3 separate regions of the Mus musculus genome follow, and all the other regions are linked to region 1. The links are chromatin contacts, called in public HiChIP or PLAC-seq and promoter capture Hi-C maps. All regions are on one chromosome and are shown on one strand. The core of a region is the stretch at or near the end of the contact, and the rest is flanking DNA. Distances in the headings are between cores, read along the strand shown.

What was found. Promoter capture Hi-C pulls out the DNA fragments that hold promoters and counts their contacts. HiChIP or PLAC-seq counts read pairs in DNA pulled down with a chosen protein or histone mark.
Region 2: a contact with region 1 is called in a promoter capture Hi-C map of macrophages, with 6 read pairs. The contact joins the promoter of Trim30d here to the promoter of Trim12c in region 1. A contact is called at or near these places in 1 of 39 promoter capture datasets (macrophages), 2 of 115 datasets of contacts at active chromatin or transcription factors (bone marrow-derived macrophages and memory CD8 T cells) and 1 of 9 other capture datasets (macrophages).
Region 3: a contact with region 1 is called in an H3K27ac HiChIP or PLAC-seq map of epiblast stem cells. The contact joins the promoter of Trim6 here to the promoter of Trim12c in region 1. A contact is called at or near these places in 6 of 39 promoter capture datasets (3T3-L1-derived adipocytes, hematopoietic stem and progenitor cells, hippocampal neurons and 2 more), 2 of 15 datasets of contacts at CTCF or cohesin (large pre-B cells and pro-B cells), 5 of 484 Hi-C or Micro-C datasets (B cells, LSK cells, embryonic stem cells and 2 more), 8 of 115 datasets of contacts at active chromatin or transcription factors (embryonic stem cells, epiblast stem cells and extraembryonic endoderm stem cells) and 3 of 9 other capture datasets (adipose tissue, liver and macrophages).

What each region holds. Positions count from the first base shown.
Region 1 is chr7:104,351,618-104,355,166 of GRCm38.p6, forward strand. Trim12c (tripartite motif-containing 12C) reads right to left here and starts at 1,741. Exons shown (of 8, transcript NM_001146007.1): 1 at 1,577-1,741. Gm38525 (tripartite motif-containing protein 30A-like) reads right to left here. Exons shown (of 8, transcript XM_006508379.2): 8 at 2,942-3,549. Gm36430 (a long non-coding RNA gene) reads left to right here and starts at 420. Exons shown (of 6, transcript XR_003946847.1): 1 at 420-1,354; 2 at 3,526-3,549.
Region 2 is chr7:104,506,219-104,509,767 of GRCm38.p6, forward strand. It overlaps Trim30d (tripartite motif-containing 30D), which reads right to left and starts at 1,631. Exons shown (of 8, transcript NM_199146.2): 1 at 1,453-1,631.
Region 3 is chr7:104,216,795-104,220,343 of GRCm38.p6, forward strand. Trim6 (tripartite motif-containing 6) reads left to right here and starts at 2,001. Exons shown (of 8, transcript NM_001013616.2): 1 at 2,001-2,089.

The DNA.
Region 1 (3,549 bases), core at 491-2,990:
CTTTCTTTAAGACAATATGTAAGGAAATAAAGGTAACAGATTCATAGCCACACTAACTTAGAGAGAGGGAGAGGGAGAGGGAGAGGGAGAGGGAGAGGGAGAGGGAGAGGGAGAGGGAGAGGGAGAGGGAGAGGGAGAGGGAGAGGGAGAGGGAGAGGGAGAGGGAGAGGGAGAGGGAGAGGGAGAGAGGGGAGGGGAGGGGAAGGGGAGGGGAGGGAAGAACTCAAGCAAATTCAAGAATGAAGGCACTGGCTTATGAACACGGACAAGAAACAGTTGTTGAGAAAGCAAAACACACAAAATCAACCTTGACAGGAGAAGGTTTGTTGATGTCTTCTGGGCGTCTAGATTAGCTTTAGAGCAAAGCCATGATATCCCTGATCACACTGGTTTCTCCCATGGCTCTCTCAAGCTTTTTTTTTTTTTTTTTTTAATTTGTCATTTTTTAACATCAATCAAAAATTTAATTTTCTTTCTTTAAAGGTAGAAAGAGGCTATTGCAGTCATGTGCTCCTGACACTACAGAGACTTGGGGCTGGGGCTGTCGGACAAGCTGGAGACCAGTCTGGGCAACATAAAATGTATCCTCTCTCCAAGAAACCTTACAAAAGCTGGCACTTTGGGGGAAATCTTCAGATGTGTCACTGGAGCATGCTCATAGTAGTTTTCCCATCTTCAAACACCCCTTCCCCTCTGCGTGGGAACTGAACCCAAAGCTTGAAAAGTACTCTATCACTGAACTAAGTCACAGATGTCTTTTAAAAAAATATTCTATGAATGAGTCTTATTGAGTTGCTGATGATGGCCATCAATTTATAATCCTTCTGCCTCCTGTTTATCTGGAATCTCAAGCTGGGCTGAAGTCTATATTGGTATGGAGAAAATATCGGAAGGGGAAAGATAATAGCTGAAGTTATTCCCAGGCTTGGGACTGTCAAACAGGGTCTGTGACTAAATAACAGGCTCTCAGTCTCTGGTACTAAACTGAGAGAAACTCTGGGACTCTTAGAGGAGTATTTTGCAACTTTCCTAATGCTGCAACTCTTTAGAAAACTTCCTCGTGTTGTATTGACCCCAACCATAAAACTGTGGTATTTGCTACCTCATAACTATATTTTTCTACTGTTGTGAATCATAATATGAATATATGATATGCGAGATATCTAAAGTGCAACTCCTGTGAAAAGGTCATTCAAACGAGTCCGATCCGGTAAAGAACCAAAGCCCTAAAGTATGCGGAAGTACCACTTTATCACACAAAAACACATTGAAAAGCAGAGGCTCTGATCCAGCTTTGCTGCCTGGAAAGGGAATGTCTGTGGTAGGAAACAACGCTCTGGGTCTCGTGCACAAGGTACAATTCAAAATTACAGATTGTGAAACTGAAGGGGGAGACTAAACCTGGAAAAAACACAACTTTAAAGTAGTTTTGTTGTTGTTGTTGTTGTTGGTGGTGGTGGTGTTTTGTTGTTGTTGTTGAGGAGGCACCTCCCTCAAGCTCCCCCATTTGCATTTTCAGCCAGAGGCCGGCAGCCCCTCCCCCTTCCCCTCCCCCGCTTTTACAGGATAAACTCACCCAAGCAAAAGCAATGTTCTCCTTTCAAAGTCTTCAAAAGTCTGCCCCCTAAAATTGCTCAGCCCGTTATCAGACGCCAGAAAGTTGTAAACCAGGGAGAATTAACTAACCAATCCAGAACTTCAAGGTATTTCCGACTCGAAGCTAGAGAAACGAAAGTTTGAGAGCTGGAAATGAAACAGAAACCACAACTCTACAGACCAATGAGATGCCTTTGCATAAGCCTGCAGGGCCCACACTGACTGAGGAAGTTATCCTCATATCAGCATTGGCTGGCTCTGGAGACTGGGGAGGAGTTATGTGCAGAGCCAGGCAGAAACACCTCACCACCCTCACAGCAGAGAGTAATGAGCTGCAGAGGGCTCTCCAGCTGCCCAATAGTCTCCACCAGATTATGTATTGTGTGGCTCAACAGACTTAGTCCTTTTCCAGTGCTGATCTGATCCACCCATTCATTTCCTCCCTTCTAGGAGTCCCTCACCAGAATATCTTGGAGGTTCCTATTTGGCTTAGAGGTGTATTGAACACCTATATAGTGACTCAGCAGTACCGGAATTAGAAGGGAGAAATCTGTAGAGCTGAGAATGAGGTACAGTTGACATAGTGCTTGCCTATCAAGCATGGAGCACTGGGATGGTCCTCAGAAGTGTATATAACCATGTGTGGTGGCCCCTGCGGTCTGTCTTACTTACTCTTCTACTTCTCTGATAAATACCATGACTAGGACAAGTTACAAGGAGAGTGTTTAATTTGGCATTCACAGTTCCTATGGGTTAAAGTTCATGACCACCACAGTGGAGAACCTGATAACAGGCAGTGAGCTGGAGCAGGTGCTGGAGTAGGAAGTGAGAAGTCACAACTGGAGACACATCTTACAGAAACCTGAGGCAGAGAGAGAATGATGGTGGGGTTCAGAGTCTACTGAATTCTGAAAGCTTGCACCCATGCCATACTTTCTCCAAGAATGCCACACTCCTAATCTTTCCTGAACAGTGTCCTGATAACTAAGAACCAAGTATCCAAAAAATCTTAGCCTCTGGGGCCATTGTTATTCAAACCAGCACAGGATGCCACTGCCTTGCAGCTGGCTGCATGAGATCAGGAGCTCAAAGCCATCCTCAGCTATGGTGACTGACATCAGGATGGCATGGGAAACACCTGAAGCTTTCCAAAGAGAAAAGGAAGGGAGAAAGAAAGAGAAGAATAAATAAATAAATCACAAATTAATTAAAGAAAGTCAGTTGTGTGAGTGAATGTTGGAGAAGCCACCATCACCTGTCTCATCCCCTTTCCTGTTTGCCTCTCTAATTATTTCCCTACAGTCTCAGATCTACTGAAATATGGAATGATGAGTGACAGCAGACATAACTCTGTAGTTTGAATTTATTTCACATACTTACAACTGTCTTATACTCTTCTTCCTTTCAGATAGACTGACCCTAAATGAGCTCTAGCTCCCTTAGCCTCCCCAGTGCTGGGATCATGAACTTTTGCTGTTGTTGTTTAGTTTGGCTTTTGACTTCAGTGATTGAACCACGGTCCTTGTGGATGCTGGGCTAGTGCTCTATCCATAGCTATACACTTACCTAAATTTCATATCTTGATGAGGTCATAAGCCTCACTGTTGTTCTTGCTGTGGACACAATTGCTTACAAACAATGCTTTGATGTTCCAAGTCTTCTGAAATGTTAATAGTTATGAAAAACCCTCTAACATTTCTTTTGAGGCAGGGATTTAGTCTATATTCAAGCCTGGCCTAGAACTCACCAAGTATTTAGAGTGTTAGGATAGTTTCTAATTCCTGGAAATATAGAGGCAAGAGCTACCATGTCTCTGTCTTTTCTACATTTTACTTAAGGCTTTCTCTGTTTCTTCCTAAGGCCTGTTTGGGAATTAAAACTATTAAATACCCAGATTATGATCTAACTCTGCATGAATGTTCTCTCTAGGCAGAATTCCACTCCCAACTCTGC
Region 2 (3,549 bases), core at 381-2,880, 150 kb after region 1:
CCATCAGGGCTATTCCTCCAGTTAGGTCTGGGATAGCAGAGATGAAATCTTCATTTAACAAGTTGAGCCAAGAATACCAGAGGGGAGTTTGTGTGCTGGGGGAGGAATAGAACTGTCCAGCCTTTGAGCTAATCAAGGCATATGAAAATTAATCTAGTTTTTGTGTGTCTTTTTGGGAGTGGGTTTGTGTGTGTCTTTCATTTGAGAATCCAGAGAGCACTGGAGTGGGTGTAGCATGTGCTCAACCTGTAGGGAGCCAAAGCAGTTTGTTCGTTTTTTTTTTTTTTTTCTTTTTCTTTTAGACAGTGTTTCTCTGTATAGCCCTGGCTGTCCTGGAACTCACTTTGTAGACCACGGTAGCCTCCAACTCAGAAATCCACCTGCCTCTGCCTCCCAAGTGCTGGGATTGAAGGTTTGAGCCACCACTTCCGGCATGAGTGGACTCTTTACAGCCCTCAAACCAACCTGGACACTGGAAGGCTTGACCTGTGTCTTCTGGTGTCTAAATTAGCTTGGGGGAAGCCTGGATTCTCTGCTCCAACTGCCTTCTTTTCTTTCATGGTTCTCAAGATCTCTAGATCTTTCTATTAGCAGACATCTTTGATTCTTTTATGTCATTAAGCTCAATTAAGAGGCCATGCTGTTTCTCCTGGGGTTAATGTACACTTGTAATCTCAGCTGCTGGGGAGGTCGACACAGGGCAATTCCATGAGGTCAGCCTGGGTTGGGCACTTCTGGAGAGTGCTTTACCAGTGTTGTTCTCTCCTCCCTCCCTCTCCCTCTCCCTCTCTCTCTCTCTCCCCCTCCCCCTCCCCCTCTCCCTCTCTTGTCCAATCCTCCTTTTACCCCATCCACTGTCTCTTTCGTTGGGATTAAATTAGGGTCTTGTACAAACATGCAAGTGCTCCTCCAATGCACTAAATGCACCTCAATAAATTACACCTCCTGGATATTTCTTCTTCTTTAGATTAGGTTTTATGACCCAAGGACAAGGGCAGGCTATGGTACTGACTTTTAAGTGACATTAGGGATTCTCTACAGACTTTGGACTGTTTCATAGTACAAGTACATTAATAGGAAGCTACACAGAGATCAAGAATTCCTATCACAGAGACAGCAGCATAGAGAACGAGCCCTTAGAATCATGTGTAAAGCCACTATTACTCAAAGAAATCTTAAAGTTTTGCTTTCATACACTCCTTTGGCTGTACTTCTTCTATTTAGGGAGACCAAAGTCTGTCTTGGAGCAGAAGGTTCATGATGCAAATCATAATTAAAGATTAGAAAAGTCTGAAATATGTTTGGTACAACAACTGGACATCTCCTAACATACTATGAGAGCTGTCTTCCTTTAGGCCACCCTGTCTCTGGCTCTCATCCCACAATACTCAGCAGGAAGCCAGCAGTTCCCCTCCAACACCCTCCTGCTTTTTAACTCCAACTTAAACTCACCAGAGCAAAGACTGTGCCTTCTTCTAAATTTCTTCAAACTCTGCAGTTGAAAATTGGCTCACACCTTCAGATACCAACCAAGAGACCCAGGATTTGTGGAGAGGAACAAATACAGGCCAGAGTCTAAGTCCTGATGATTCAGCCAACTGTGCTGCTCCTCTGAAGAGCCAGTAGAGAAATGAAAGTTAAAACTTTGAGGGCAGGAACTGAGAAAAAGAAACTAAAGAACTACCAACCAATGGGGTGGTACCTCATCATTAACTGGAGTTTTACCACCAGAGGGAGTCAGTTGCCTTGGGTCAGCTCTGTCTTTCAGGAGCTTGGGACATTTTCAGAGCTTCAGGAACTTGTTGTGTCACTTGTTCAGACTCATGATACAATCAATAAAAAAAGTTCCTGACCGTGTATAAATATGGAATGAGAGCCTTTCCCATGTGGGCTTCTCCTGCACCTGAGCTCCTGTACTGGCTTTGCCTTGGTGGCAAGTGTGACATAAAGGTAAAAATAAACAGGGCTAGGAACAGAAAACTGCAGTGTTTCTCCAAGGTTGGAGCTGGACTCTTACAGAATGACAACAGGAAGGAAGTTGCAGTTCAGGGAAGCTGCCACACAAGCAAGATTTTGAACCATCAGGGATAGGATGGGAAGGAGTCATGTGCAGAGACAGGTAGAAACACCTCACCACCCTCACAGCAGAGAGAGTAGTGAGGTGTCGAGCGCTCTCCAGCTGCCCCATGGTCTCCTCCAGATTATGTATTCTGTGGCTGAATAGACTTTGTCCTTTCACAGTGTTGATCTGATCCATCCATTCATTTCTCCCTTCCAGAAGTCCCCCACCAGAATGTTTTACAAGGTCCCATTTGCTTTAGGATTTGTAATAAAGACCAGTACTACTGCTAAACCATTCCCCGAGTAGAGGGTAGAAATGTGTAGGGCTTTGAATGGGCTTCTCTGAGAGTAGTCTTTGCCTATCATTATGGAGGCCAATGGTGTTCCTTCAGCACTGTACAAAATCAGGTGTGGTGGCTCCTGCATGTGGTCTGTCTTAGTTACTCTTCTACTGCTGTGATAAATACCATGACTGGGACAAGTTGTAAGGAAAGTGTTTCATTTGGGGCTCACAGTAGAGTTCATGACCACCACAGTGGGGCATAGGACACCAGGCAGGGAGACAGGGTGCTGGAGCAGGAATTGAGAAGTCACAACTTGAGATACAAACTAGACACAAACCCGAGGCAGAGAGAGAATGTTGTTGTTGGTGGCCAGAATTTACTGAATCCTGAAAGCTTGCACCCATGCCATACCTTCTCCAATAATGCCACACTCCTAATCTTATTTTCTTTTTTTTTAAGGATTTTTTTAATTGGATATTTTCTTTACTTACATTTCAAATATTTTTTCCTTTCTAGGTCTTCCCTTCGGAAACCCCTATCCCATTCCCCCCTCCCCCTGCCTTTATGAAGGTGCTCCTCCCCACCCACTCCCATTTTCCTGCCCTAGTATTTTCTTTTTTTTTTCCATTTTTATTAGGTATTTAGCTCATTTACATTTCCAATGCTATACCAAAAGTCCCCCATACCCACCCACCCCCACTCCCCTACCCACCCACTCCCCCTTTTTGGCCCTGGCATTCCCCTGTACTGGGGCATATAAAGTTTGCGTGTCCAATGGGCCTCTCTTTCCAGTGATGGCCGACTAGGCCATCTTTTGATACATATGCAGCTAGAGTCAAGAGCTCCGGGGTACTGGTTAGTTCATAATGTTGTTCCGCCTATAGGGTTGCAGATCCCTTTAGCTCCTTGGCTACTTTCTCTAGCTCCTCCATTGGGAGCCCTGTGATCCATCCATTAGCTGACTGTGAGCATCCATTTCTGTGTTTGCTAGGCCCCGGCATAGTCTCACAAGAGACAGCTACATCTGGGTCCTTTCGATAAAATCTTGCTAGTTTATGCAATGGTGTCAGCATTTGGATGCTGATTATGGGGTGGATCCCTGGATATGGAAGTCTCTACATGGACCATCCTTTCATCTCAGCTCCAAACTTTGTCTCTGTAACTCCTTCCAAGGGTGTTTTGTTCCCACTTCTAAGGAGGGGCA
Region 3 (3,549 bases), core at 751-3,250, 130 kb before region 1:
CTACAGCAGCTACCTCTGTTTATTCTTACTCAGACTTCCTGGCTGGCTCAATTCTTCAAGGCTAAGAGTTGTATGCATGACTCAGGAGCAAAGCCCCATGATTTCCTTCAAGGATAATGGAACAGAAGAGAAGAGACGCTACAATTCAACAAGCATGGTGGTTTATTCCTTTAATCCGAGCAATCAGGAATGCAGAGGCAGGCAGATCTCTGAGTTCAAGGCCAGCCTGGTCTACAAAGGCATTCTAGGGCAGCCAGGGCAGTTATACAAAGAAACCTTGTCCAAACAAACAAACCAAACAAACAAAGTTACAATTCTGAGAACTGATTTGGAATTTAAAGAGACAATCCAGAGAACCCCCAACCATGATACCAGCAGGCAAACTCAGGCTCCATAGCAATTTTGTGTAACAGAACAACCAAGTCTGGAGTAATCAAAGGAGTGTAAGAACACAGAAATCTTGAAGAACCACACATTCAGAGATCCTCTCATCCCACATTCCCTGTCTTTGAGATCTTACCAAATTCTTCCTCCATATGATGGTGCCACCTATTTGTGCTGTCTATAAATCTCTTTTAGGAGCTAATCCCATTGGCAGAGTGTTTGCCCGGACGCACAAAGCCTGGGTTCAATGCTCAACACTGGATCAGCTGGGGCAAGGGGATGCACGCTTGCAATACCGCCACCACCACAGAAGCAGAATCTGGACCATTCTCAGCTACACAGCAAGTTTGAAATCAGCCTGGGAGAAATATGCATGTCACATCACCCTGTCTCAAAACCAAATAAACCTTACCCTTGTATGTTAGACATTGAGCGTCCCATCTTCTCTGCTCTGTTTTTCTATGATTCTTAAGAATGCTTGCACCAGCCAGGCGTGGTGGCACACACCTTTAATCCTAGCACTTGGGAGGCAGAGGCAGGCGGATTTCTGAGTTTGAGGCCAGGCTGGTCTACAAAGTGAGTTCCAGGACAGCCAGGGCTACAGAGAAACCCTGTCTTGAAAAACCAGAAAAAAAAAAAAAAAAAAAAAGGAATGCTTGCACCATGTTTTCCCATCCTCACTCCAAACATCTATTCCTGACTTGACTTTTCATTTTGTGTTTTAAGTTTTTCGAGGCAAAAACACTCTGTAGCCCAGGCTGGTTTAAATTTATGAGTAATCCTCCTGCCTCAGTCTCCTAATGCTGAATTACAATTGTGAGTCAGCCCAGTTCACAGGCTCATGCAGGTAAGGCAAACAATTTACTGCTGAGCCACTTCCTACTCCACCCCCAGCTCCTCCCCAAAGTCTTTCCCCCTCCCCCCATCTTCTGAGATCAGTTGGGTTGTCAGTCTCCCAAACCAGGAAGTTTGGCATTCTTTTCTTTTCACAGTAGCCCTGCCTTTAATAACTTACAGTCTAGGGGTTAGAGAGGTGGCTCAGTGGTTAAGAGCACCGACTGCTTTTCCTGAGTAGTTCAGTTCAATTCCCAGCAATCACATGGTGGCTCACAACCATCTGTAATAGGAATTCGATGCCCTTTTCTGATGTGTCTGAAGACAGCAACAGTGTACTTATATACATAAAATAAATAAATAAATCTTAAAAACAAACAAACAAACAAAAAACCCAAAACCCTTACAGTCCAGTTCCAGTCCAGTTCAGTTTGCATATGTAAATGTATAAGTACTTCAGTATAAAAGTAGTCTTTTGGTTCCATGCGTTAAAATTAGAGATACACACAGGTAATTTAAAGTTGGCAGATTTTTGTAATCCATCAAATGCAGTCACCTTTTAATTGTATGGCTAGACCTTTTATTCTTTAGACATTTCAATATATTGATAGTGAGAACAGGTGTATTAAACACTTGCATACGGTAGAAAGCCTAAGTCTCTAATGATGATGTTCTTAAAGACTGTTCCATAGACTTGTCTAGGGCATCTTCGCATTTCTGACCCGGGGTTTGGTCCCAGCCAGCACAGGGGTCAGCCCCGCCTCCTCCGCCAGGCCCGCCCCTTTTTCCTGGAGTCCGGCTTTAGTACTGGAAGGAGCCGTCTCCTTGGCTGCAAGTCCTCGGCACTGATCCAGGCACGGATTCCAGATTGGTGAGCAAACCCATTTTCTGACCAGTCGTTGCTGTCCCACTGGTGTGTAGAGTCTGTGCTGCCTTACTATTTGTGTTGGGGCTCACGCGTGCAAGAAGAGTTGCGGGACTGCCTCTTTGAGTTTCCTTGAGTTTGGGAAGCATTGGAGAGGCATGTTCGCGGCTAGGAATAGGCAGTATTCCTATAGCCCTAAGCGGGAAACGGGCGTTGAACCTGGATTTTGGAGGCAAAGGCACACTGCTCTGGGAGATTCCCGTTCGGAGTCCCGAGTGGATTCAGAGGTCAACATCTCCTCCCCCAGCTCCAGGAAGTAGGTTTATTCCCCCCAACCCCCAACCCCCTCCCAAGCAGGCCCGGCTTCTTCCAGGAAGAGTTGGGAGATGAGCTACTCTACCTGCCCCGACCCGGTCTACACCGGCTGCAACCAGTCGGAGCTAGGAGCCCTAGGGCCTCTCCAGAGGAAGCCGAGGCAAGCTGGGCGGAGTTAGGAACAGACCCCAGCCAGGATTTCTGGCCCTCGGAATTAGGCTTCCGGACGTGCTCTGGAGAAGTTTGCCTACCGGGTACTCTTCATCTGCGGACCTTCTCTGGGGGTGCCTACCGCCCCGTTACTCTGCTGAGTCACTTCTGACGGAGGCAGGCCGAGACAGTGAGGTGATTTATTGTGAATAACTTGGCTGAGATAGGGAGCATTGAATTTATGTATTCTAAAAGTATGTATGTAAACTCAATTTTTTTTCAGATATATCCTTCTATAACCCAAGCTACCCTATCGCTAACCATCTTCTTGATTCCAACCCTCTTCTCTGGTGTTACGATTACAGGCCTGAGCTACCGACACAGCAAAGGGACATTTATTTTATCAGTCATTTGAGAAAAATAGGTGTTACAGCTAGTTATGTTGCGTGTGTTTCAGTACAGGACCTGAAAATTGGATGCCGTATGTCCCCAGTCTGTTTATTTAGCCTCTGAGCTTTAACATTAAAAAAAAAAATTTATTTATTATTATACATAAGTACAATGTAGCTGTCTTCAGACACACCAGAAGAGGGCATCAGATCTCATTACTGGTGGTTGTGAGCCACCATGTGCTTGCTGGGGTTTGAACTCAGGACCTTCGGAAGAGCAGTCAGTGCTCTTACCCACTGAGCCGTCTCCTTAACATTTTTTTAATATGTAGCGTGGACAGAGCAATACAATGGGTGGATTCTAGAGTTTTGGTGAACGTTTACTGGGGCAGAGGTCGAAAAACAGCAAACCACCGGGCATGGCAAATTCTCAAACAAGGTTATTATGGGCAAACTCTATGCCTAACTTTTAAAATATGCATTATCAAGCCAGTTTTGGAAATAATATGCTAAGAAGTTGGGGTGTGTGGCTCAGTTGGTACGGTGCTTGTACAAAGTCCTGGATTGGATCCTCAGCATCAAAGAAAGGTAGAAGAGCTGGGGTGATGCTCT